Linked DNA regions of Danio rerio: region 1 is linked to region 2. Evidence: chromatin contacts called from public Micro-C data. All regions are on one chromosome and are shown on one strand. Each heading gives the region's core, a stretch centred on a gene start, on an enhancer-like site or on the middle of the called end of the contact. The rest is flanking DNA. Distances are from core to core; before and after follow the strand shown.

Region 1 (5,594 bases), core at 1,763-4,262, 86 kb before region 2:
AACACAAATTTCACTTAAAAAAAAAAATTATTGAAAAAAATCGATATTCAAATATTTTGGCACATACCCATACATGTTATAATAATACATTTTTGACAGTTTTGCTTTTTAATATTTACTGAGACGTACACATACGTCCTTTAAAATGAAATCTGTTTGATTTTTCTCTTCAGATATGTCCTGCAGGTCTCGTTTAGCCACTTTGAATGAGAAGCTCACTGCTTTGGAGAGGAGGATCGAGTACATCGAAGCCAGAGTATGTTTTCATGGATTTTATAAATACATTTTCAGGTTTATTTTGTTTTAAATAACCCTCATTTTAACTACTGCTTGATGTTTTAAGGTCACAAAAGGGGAAACCCTGACTTAGGCACATTCCTGGCATCGATGCTGAGGTCAAGATAATGGCTACGAACACGCACCTCCTGTCTTCATCATTTACTTTAATTAGTCAAACAAAATTTCCATTCGTTGGCTGTTTTAGATCAGTTCATTTTTGTATGGGACCATTGTGATGCTGTAAACAGATATTTGCTTTCCTCATTTCATGCCTGATTGTGGCTGAAGTTATACTGTATCTGGTCCTTTAATTTTATTGACCTTGTTTTGATCTGTCAGGCAACTTGTTACTGTCTCTGTGGTGCTTGCTTTCGCAAACATCCCAGTGTTGTATGTTGTTTGGGTTTGACCTGCTATTGAACTTACTTTTGACGTACCATGCAATATATATATCAACAGTCTTGCAATTGCAGACTGGAGTTACCATGGATAAACATTATGCCTTGCTTTAGTTTTAATTATTGATAGCTAATATTTTGTTTGATTCCCCCCCCCCCCCCTTTTCTTTGCGTTTTTTACCAGGGTCTAAACTGTTATTGTTTAATTACAAAGGTGTGTGTGTGTGTGTGTGTTTAAAATACACTGCTTCCTGCTGTACATTTGTCATGCAACAAACATCTGCACATGAGAAATGCCAGTCAGGTGGATGGAAAGCACTAAAGTGCCAATCAGACTGTTTTAAAGTGTTTAGTGCTTCTCCAATTATACAATTTTATGTCGTAGTGTCTGTTATAATGTTTTTGTGGTTGAACATTAAATAAAAAAGTTAAAGGATTCTGATTATTTTCTTTTAGTATTTATTGGTGTTGTTTTCAACATTTTAACAAATGCAAAACGGTATACATGATATAAATAAATATATTTTATAATTATAAATGTTTATATTTATTACTTATGTGAGTATATAGATTTATTTGTGTGTGTGTGTGTCTATACATACATATGTATACGTGTGTGTGTGTGTGTATACACACGTATACATACAATGTTGGAATAATGCATTGCAAGTAACTCAAGTTACATCGTAATTTTACCTTTCTAAGTAACAAAGTAGAGCAATTTTAAAAAGAAATAATATTTGAGTTGCCTTTTAGTTTAACTAATGAACTTTTAAAAAATAAATTGCTGAAAATTAAACAATGAATTGCACAATCAATGAGGAAATTTGTTCATTATTTTCAACGCATCGAAGAAAAGGATTGTTTCAATGGACAGTGATTTTACTTAAGACAAATAGTACTAAAGTAGAGAACACATTCCTTTAAACTTTCAATATTATATATATGGCATGTATAGCTCTGGGGTCAGGAAGTTCTCAGATAACATCCTAAAATATATATAAATATATATATATATATATATATATATATATATATATATATATATATATATATATTTTTTTTTTTTTATGTTCTTTTAAGGGAAATGTAGGTGCAGGTTATACAGTGTGTAAAGTGAGGTTATATTAAGTAAGTTCCTCTATTAAAAAATAGGGGGGAAAAAGTTCTGAAAGAGATGAAGTCTTAGCCAGGTAATAAACAGTGATGCAAAGTAACTCAAAAGTAATGTAACACAATACTTACTATAAAAAGTTATTTAAGTAGTTAAATAACATAAGTAAGTACTTTTTTGGGGAGTAACTCAATACTGTAATGCATTTCTTTTATAACCTTTCCCAACACACACACACACACACACACACACACACACACACACACACACACATGTAAATGTGTGTGTGTGTGTGTGTGTGTGTGTGTGTGTGTGTGTGTGTGTATATATATATATATATATATATATATATATATATATATATATATATATATATATATATATGTGTGTGTGTGTAAATGTGTGTGTGTATGTATATATATATATATATATTTATAATATATATTTATATATATATATATATATATATATATATATATACACACACACACACACACATGAATATTCAGCATCTCACTTTCTAAAATCTCAGAATAAAAACAACAGTTTTTATATTTTACCTAAAACGTGCATTTTTTTATAAGTTCATGTCAGATATTTATATATAATAATTATTTATACAACGTGATCATTTAACATGTTTTTTTTCTGTTTGTTTGTTTTTTATCAATATATCAAATCACCTAAAACGTAGTCGTGGCCAAACACTTTCTTATGAAGGGCAAAAACCAAACTTGAAATAGGGCCATGAGCCGAAGTTTCCATGAATAATTTCCTCATTTATTTAAATATAAATAGAAAACATTATTTTAATCATATTACCTAATCCATTTCATTTTTTTGATAATAAACATTATAATGAAGACATGAGAATTAAATTTAAAACTCTATAGAGTTTATTAGTTTATTATTGGATTCATTTACAACATTTAATTGAAACATTTATTTTAAGTTAGTTTTTCTTTCTTTCTTTTTTTTTTTTGTAGCTTAGAAAATAAAACTAACAAATGAAGGCTTACATTAAATTAGAAGTGACAATGGATATTAAAACCATTAACTAAAACCCTCCCCTAAACTTTCCCTCTCTTCTTAGATGGGATGGAGGGCCAAATCAAAGGTTTGGACCGTTTGGACATCTTTGACCTAACGGGTCTCATGAACTGGACTTTTATTTTGTATTACTGTCAAGTGCAAGCAGCATTTCCGCCTCTTTTTGATTCTTTCAAGCTTGTGCCCATCGATATTGTAAACAATCCGCAAGTAAATAATGTTCTCTCCCGCAAAATAATCATACATAAATTGACATAAAGACACAATGCGATCCTACAGCCAGGATTTGAGCGGCGGACTCGAGAATGTTCCTGTTTTGATCGAAAACAGTGTCCCTAAAGAGGCTCTCTCCAATTTTCAGGTAGTCACATCTTCTTTCGTTACAGTATTTACAAGTACATTGGCATTTTAGTCATTTTGTAGTCGTAAAATGCTCCCAAGAAACCCTGAAGTTGATTTAAAAAAAATAGTAAGAATTACATTGCATGACTTGTCCCGCCACACCACCACCTGATGGCAGCACTTTCGTGTTCTTTCATACTCATTTCTAAAGTAAATCTTAAAGGGATAGTTAACCCAAAAATGACAATTTTGCTCACTATTCATTCACCCTCAAGTGGTTTCAAGGGCTTCATGATTTTATTTTCTTCAGTGAAACACAAAAGATATTCTGATGCATGTTAGTAACCAGTAGAAATTGACACTCAGTATAAAAAACAAATATTCTGGAAGTTAATGGTTATCGGGTGAAAGAAACTCAAACAGGTTTGTTACAAGTTAAGGGTGAGTAAATGATGGCAAAATGTTTAGTTTTGGTTGAACTATCTCTTAATGGCAAGACACTTCAGTTTAATAACTTAAAAATTGCAATGGTGATCACCGTACTTCCCCTAATGATTGATTAAATTAAGAATTGCAAACATTTTTTATTACAAGTTTTTTAAAAACTTTGTCTAAACATCCAAACGAGGCATTATGTGATTAAATATGCACCCATTTGCATACATTTGTAGCTCAAAAATTGAAACATTGGATGAAGTCATGTTTAGATTTCCTTTTTGAAACTTCAAGGTGTATTAGAGTCTAGAGTTTTTTATATAGGGGGGCTTTGGGAATCTATTTTTATCAGTAAATAAATATATAATTCAATAATAAATTAAGTACTGCCAACAGGCAAAAAATAAAATCAACAAAAAAACAAAACGCTGGATAAATATGCAAATTTTGCACGTCGCTTACTAAATACCTTCTGGAAACAGATTTTAAACAGAAATTAAACCTTAAACGATATGTTAACCAAAAATAATTTTAACTGTATTTATTAATAAATAAAGTGAATAAATAAGACATAAAATCACAACAATTTAGGAGGTCATGCTGAGAGAGGGAATTAAATGTTCACAATAAACCACAATAATAATAATGATAATGATAGTAATAATAATTATTAATAATAATAATAAACATTATTAAAATAAATATAATAAAATATATAAAGTTGATAAAAAATAGAAAAATTATAAATATATTTGTAACTTTTCTGATGTTACAAATTTGTGTTGTCTAAGAGTGACAGCAAAAATGTCAAAAACCTTTTTAAAGGTATAAAATTTAAATTTAAAATAAATTATAATATCAGGGTTTATGCCGGTTTGGTCCAATCAATTTTAAGACTTTTTAAGACATTTTTAGTACCATCAAGAATGAAATTTTAAACTTACATAGGGCTAAATGTAAAAGATTTTTTGGGATGTTTTAGCAGAAAAAAAATTTACTTGCCCCATCAAAAGACGTGTAAAAATCACATGTCAAAACAAGCAGAGCCTAGTTGTGTACATACTATTTTTTTCAACATAACTTTAAAAACAAACTCTTTAAAAACTTCAATAAAACCAAATATATGCACAGCAGACTGTTTTAGTATTAGTTATAAAAAGACTCTTGCTAAAAGCTTTATTGAAATGTATCATTGGTGATTGGATGTGTGTTGGATCGATTGAGTAGCCTTACATAAAGAAAAATTAAAACCCGTTTAAAATGATTTAAGACCTACAAGACAATAATTCAGTGAATTTAAGACTTTTTAAGGCCTAAAATTTTGTTTTTGAAATTTAAGACATTTTAAGACTTTTTAAGACCCTGTGAACACCCTGAATATTCTATATTATACTATATATATATATATATATATATATAGTTGAAGTCAAAATTATTATTGATTTTTTTTCTTTTTTAAATATCTCCAAAACAATGTTTAACAGAGCAAGGGCATTTTTACAGTATCTCTGATAATATTTTTTCTTTTGGAGAAAGTCTTATTTGTTTTATTTCAGCTAGATAAAAGCAGTTTTTAATTTTTTTGAAAACATTTTAATGTAAAAATTATTAGCCCCTTTAAGCTATATTTTTTTGGATATTTTTTGGATAATAAATCATTATGGTTTGTTATTATGGTTATTATTAATTACCCTAACCTGCCTAGTTAACCTATTTAACCTAGTTAAGCCTTTAAATGTCACTTTAAGCTGTTTAGAAGTGTCATGAAAAATATCTAGTCAAATATTATTTATGTCATCATGGCGAAGATAAAATAAATCAGTTTTTAGAAATGAGTTATTAAAACTGTTATATGTAGAAATGTGTTGAAAAAAATCTGCTCTCCGTTAAACAGAAATTGGGGTAATAATTCAGGGGGGCTAATATTTCTGACTTCAACTGTATATGTTTTTATTGTTCTATTTTTATAAATTATA
Region 2 (5,223 bases), core at 359-2,858:
GTTCACACAGCTACATTACATATCAACTGAAGTGTAAAATATGATATCGTAGTGGACCACCCCTTTTATGGATTATTGATCTGACAGCTTTTGGAATTTTCTATTTTATTTTTATTTCAATTTATCATTGTTTTTATGTGCATTTTGAGCCATTTTAAATTTTCAATTGATTTTTTTAATAAATGTTTTTCATATGTTTATACAGTGGGTTTTAATTTATGTCATATTGATCTGACAGCTTTGTATATATTCAGTTTTCTTTTCATTTCAATTTATCTTAATGTATTTATGCGTGTTTTGTGCCATTTTAAAATTTAGTTTCATTTCTTTTGGGCTTTGGTTTTATTTAGTTCTCTTCTAATTAATTAACATTTTTTAAAATATGTATATAGTGCTTTTTATTAATTTATTAATTTTTTCAATTCAATTTTCAATTTTTCATTTCAGTTTATCTTAATGTATTTATGTTCGTTTTGTGCCATTTTAAAATTTCATTAGATTTTTTTAGGCTCTGTTTGTTTTATTTGGTTTACAATTATTTATTTAATTATTTTTTAAAATATGTATATACAGTGATATTAATTAAATTATTAATAGTCTGACAGGTTTTTATATTTTAATTTATTTTCATTTCAATTTATGTTTAAGTATTTGTTTTTTTTCTTTTGATATGTTTATAATGTTTTAATTAAGTTTTACTAATGGTACTACTTCCTATGCAATTTTTTAAAAATTGTTGATAATTTCTGTTAACAAGACAATATTTCAGATGTGATTGTCATTATTATTATTATTATAAAATTAATCGTATTAATTAATAAATACAAATAATAATAATAATAATAATAATGCATATTGTTATTTATTTACGTCTTTCAATTACCAAAAACCATCCTTAACAATCCCAGTACTTGTTAATTTTACATTGAAAGTAAAATACACAGGTAACAATAAAATACTCAGTTTGAGACTAGAAATGCATACATAAAACATTTACAAACTTGTCTGTTTAATAATATATCATATATTCAGCATATATATTTTTATATAAATCTATAATATTAAATTTATTCGACGTTTTAATGTTTTTAGTTTGTAGGCTGTATTCTTTAACCCTCCACGCGGTGTCGCTGCTGCTGCGGAAAAAGCAGTGTGTGCAGTGCGTCACTGCACCTATAGATGCCACTAGAACACCACTCATTTTAATCACCTGTTGAGACAGTAGCGCGCGCCTACTTTGTAAGTTAATCATTATGTTTTCTCATATCAGGCCCTTATGTCAAGTATATTAAACCCTATTGAATGTTTGCGCAGAGTTTCTTTCTAATTAACCAAAAATCAACATTTTTTAGCTTAATTATTGTCCAAAAATGCTGAACCTGTTCATCTTGAAACCACACGTCAAACGGTGAGACAGTTTTCGCGTTCTTCATGTTCTTTCATGTCCTCAGGTGTGAGTGTGTGTGTGTGTTATTTAAGGTCACACTCAAGAGTTGTAAAGATGTCAGGACTCAAAGATTGTTTGCTGGGGTGAAGGTTTAAGTGTGTGAGCTGAAGAAGTGTGTTTGTGTTGTGTTTTTATCTCTCCTCCAGCTGGACTCTGAACATGAGGCTCTGCGAGCTCGTCTGCGCACGCCCAATGAGAAGGTCATGTACTCACTGGTGTCTGTGCCTGATGGCAATGACATTTCCTCTATATTTGAGCTGGACCCCACCACTCTCAGAGGAGGAGACTCACTCGTGCCCAGGTACACAACAGTAAACACGGTATAACGCTGGGCAGGTATGGAAAGTGCCGGTTCAGAGGTCATACTTAAAATAACCAGTTAAAGTCATAATTATTAACCTGATTATTTATTAACCTAAATAATTAATCCTGAATTATTAGCCCCCCATATGTATTTATTTATGTATGTGTGTGTGTGTATATATATATATATATATATATATATATATATATATATATATATATATATATTATACATTTCTAAACATAATTGTTTCAATAACTCATTTCTAATAACTGCCATGATGACAGCATAAAATATTTGATTAGATTTTTTTTTTAAAGATACTAGCATTCAGCTTAAAGTGACATTTAAAGGCTTAACTTGGTTAATTAGGCAAGTTAGGGTAATTAGGAAATTTTGTTCTGTAGACAATAAAAAAAATTGCTTAAGTGAGCTAATAATATTGACCTTAAAAATTAAAAACTGCTTTTATTCTTGCTGAAAAAAATAAATAAATAAGAATTTCTCCAGCAGAAATATTATTAAAGGAAATACTCTGAAAAAAGTCATTGCTCTTTTACAATAATAAAATGTATATAATATTATAATATTTTACTGTGGCATCTGAACCTGAACTGTCTATACCTGCCCAAGGGTAACCTTCGAATTGACTTTGAATTGACTGATACATACTTGTGAAGAAATACACTAACAAATTCTGGGTTCCACGCAATTCCTTCATGTTTTTCCAAAACAAATTGATTGGTAACTTAATTGTTTTTACAAATTTTAGGGGATTGGACATAAAACACTCAAGTTGTGTCCAAAAATTTTGATAATTGTGTTGTTTTCATTTTTGTTTTAAGCTAAAGTCATTTTTGAGTGTGTAGATGAGTGTATTTATAATGTCTAATGTCTTTCTGCCCAAGGTTATATTTTTATTAGGCATAACACACACAACAATATCTTTTAAACTTATTAGTATCTAGGGTCACACTTTATTTTTCATGGTCCGTTTGTTGAATTTAAGATACATTGCATCTACATGCCATCTAAATCTCATTAGATCATAAGTAGACTATTAGGTTGATGTTAGGGTTAGTGTAAGTTGACTGAACTGAACTGAGCTTAAACTCTTAAAACTAAACTACACTGTTTCATTTCACTATGTGAAGCTGCTTTGACACAATCTACATCGTAAAAGTGCTATAAAAATAAAGATGTATTGAGTTGAATTGAATTGACATGTACTTGCAAAGTTTCTTATAGTCAGTTAAATGTCTGTTGAAGCAGCAGTATCAACAGATATTAAGCAGAAAGTCTACTAATACTCAAGTGGACCATCAAAATAAAGTGTTACCGTATCTCGTAGGCATATTAGAAAAAAACATAAAGACTTTAATGGTGTAGATAGACTTTTCAATAGTGTAACAGAATTAGTAACGGGAAAAAAAAAGAAATGAAAAAAATTGAATAGTAAAATATAAAAAATAGGTGTATTTTAGGTTTCTTTAAATGACCCAATGTAAATATCTGTGATTTATTGTTGGAAAGGTGGAAAACAAAAATATTTTGTCTGGTTGACAGAGTTTGAGTGACCGTTTGACTTTTTAGTATTACAAAAATTATATTTGGACAAATAGTATAACCGAATTAGTGGAGAAAAAAAAAGTGTATTTTTAGGGTGTACTTGCACTAGGCTATCTGAACTGTGCCCAGATGCATTTGACCCCCATTTCCCAGTTTGTTTGACAAGTGTGAGTGCTTTGAATCTGGCCCTCACTCTGTTGGAAGAGGTGTGCCAGAGCGCGGTTTGGTTGGGCTTTAGCATGGTATGCTACACTTATAGTGTGATTGCAAAGCGTGCCTGAGTGTGAAACTGAAGACGCAACGTCACTTTTAAGGGACTGTTTTATATGGATTTATTAATCATTCTTACTTTTCAGTAAACACAAGCTGTCGTATTTTAATAAAGATAGAAAACTCTGCTGCACAATGACTGTCATAAACATATTTGAGCGACATTTATGGATCTGTTCAGCAAAAGATTTGTCTGTGTGTCACTGCATCCAAAATGACTTTAAATAATACAAAACAATATAACTAAAGCAATCTCCACTGTGCTGAGTGAGAGCGCTTCTGTTAAAGCGAACAGTCACATCATCAATGACTAAAGCGTGATCAGGCTCGGAAGGTAAAATAGCAACGTGAGTTCAAGACAACCGGGTCTAGTGTGAGTACAGCCTTAGTCAAATACAAGCATCTCTGACATATTGTTATAGGAAAACTGTAAATTATTTTGTCAGGTGACAAAGTTTGATTGGCAGTTTTCTAATCATTAACTCCACAGAAGTCTGATATTCCTGTTTATGAAGAGTTCAGACAACACACACACATATACTCTTTCTCTCTCTCACACACACACACACACACACACACACACACTGTAGATACAAGTCTGTTTCTCCGATTTACCCTTATTCTACTGCCTGAGAAGTGAAATATGATCAGACTTCAGATTTTACCTGTGGCTGATCGCCAGCAGCAGATAGTGCTGACTTCAGGCATGCAGGATATTTCAATCGGGTAGTAAACAACTCTTAATTACCAGGAAGAGAAGACTGACAAGTTTATCAGACTGATATGGCTGAAGTCACAGAAGAAGATGCAGTTTTGCATATGTACTGTATGTTTTTCCTTTACGTAAAGTAGAACCTTCATCTCATGCACTCAAAACAATGTTGCTTTACTTGTCTAAAATTAGATAAAACAGTGCCTTATAAATGTCTGACACTTTATTTATTTTATGGTCAATTCACTTAATTTTGTTTAAAAAAAAAGAGAAGAAAAAACAAGCTAAATGAATTATTTTGTATTGGGACTACATGATTATTTTTGTTAGCTTAACTAACTGGCTGGTTTACTATAGTTCACGGCATGCATAAACAATAATTATAATCCTTAGTGTTTTAAGTAAAGCCTTCTAAGAGTTTAAGCTTTGTTTATTTTGGAGCTTGAGAAGAGTTTTAGTATAGTTTTGAGGTGTTACCGCTGCACTCATGTTTATTAACAACAGTTATGATCCTTGCTTCACCCTGTGTGTAATAACTGCTAACTGTGCTCAGTCTCTTTTTACTTGCCCAGTCCATATGTTAAAAACCATACAATGTTAAAAAAGAAACATAAACAGTATCTCTTTTTTTGCCACTTCTTGGGCAATTAATTGAATATGGCTTTTTTTTTTGCCAAACTACAAGTCTTTCTCTAGAAACAAAATATTCTAAGGAATTCTCTTAAAAATTGTCTTGCTTAGTTGAACGCTGAAAATGGCACAGGAAGGCTAAAAAATTGCTTTTAACGAGTGCTGCGCGATATTGGAAAAACGTAACATTGTGATATCTTGTTATTCTGCGATTATATATTGCGGTATGAATACAATTTCTCCAGATGACTTAAAATTGCAGTAGGTGATTGTCTTCAGAAGCATTTTTTG

What was found. A called contact is a pair of places that touch in the nucleus more often than the background predicts.
Region 1: a Micro-C map of caudal fin shows a contact between it and region 2, with 8 times the contacts expected there. The contact joins the promoter of setmar here to the enhancer-like site in region 2. A contact is called at or near these places in 3 of 18 Hi-C or Micro-C datasets (caudal fin, hematopoietic stem cells and an unstated tissue).

The regions. Positions count from the first base shown.
Region 1 is chr11:38,431,178-38,436,771 of GRCz12tu, reverse strand. It overlaps setmar (SET domain and mariner transposase fusion gene), which reads left to right and starts at 3,012. Exons shown (of 2, transcript NM_001113600.2): 1 at 3,012-3,202. The coding sequence starts at 3,107. brk1 (BRICK1 subunit of SCAR/WAVE actin nucleating complex) reads left to right here. Exons shown (of 3, transcript NM_001002097.1): 2 at 174-256; 3 at 344-1,112. The coding sequence ends at 370.
Region 2 is chr11:38,344,601-38,349,823 of GRCz12tu, reverse strand. It overlaps itpr1b (inositol 1,4,5-trisphosphate receptor, type 1b), which reads left to right. Exons shown (of 58, transcript XR_012387289.1): 12 at 1,594-1,748. Among named protein-coding and RNA genes, the nearest start is that of itpr1b, 63 kb to the left of the region's middle. Within about 2 kb of position 1,608, at least 35 of the 62 cell types and tissues checked have an H3K27ac peak or open chromatin away from gene starts, as enhancers often do. A contact at or near this core is called in caudal fin, where this site is marked.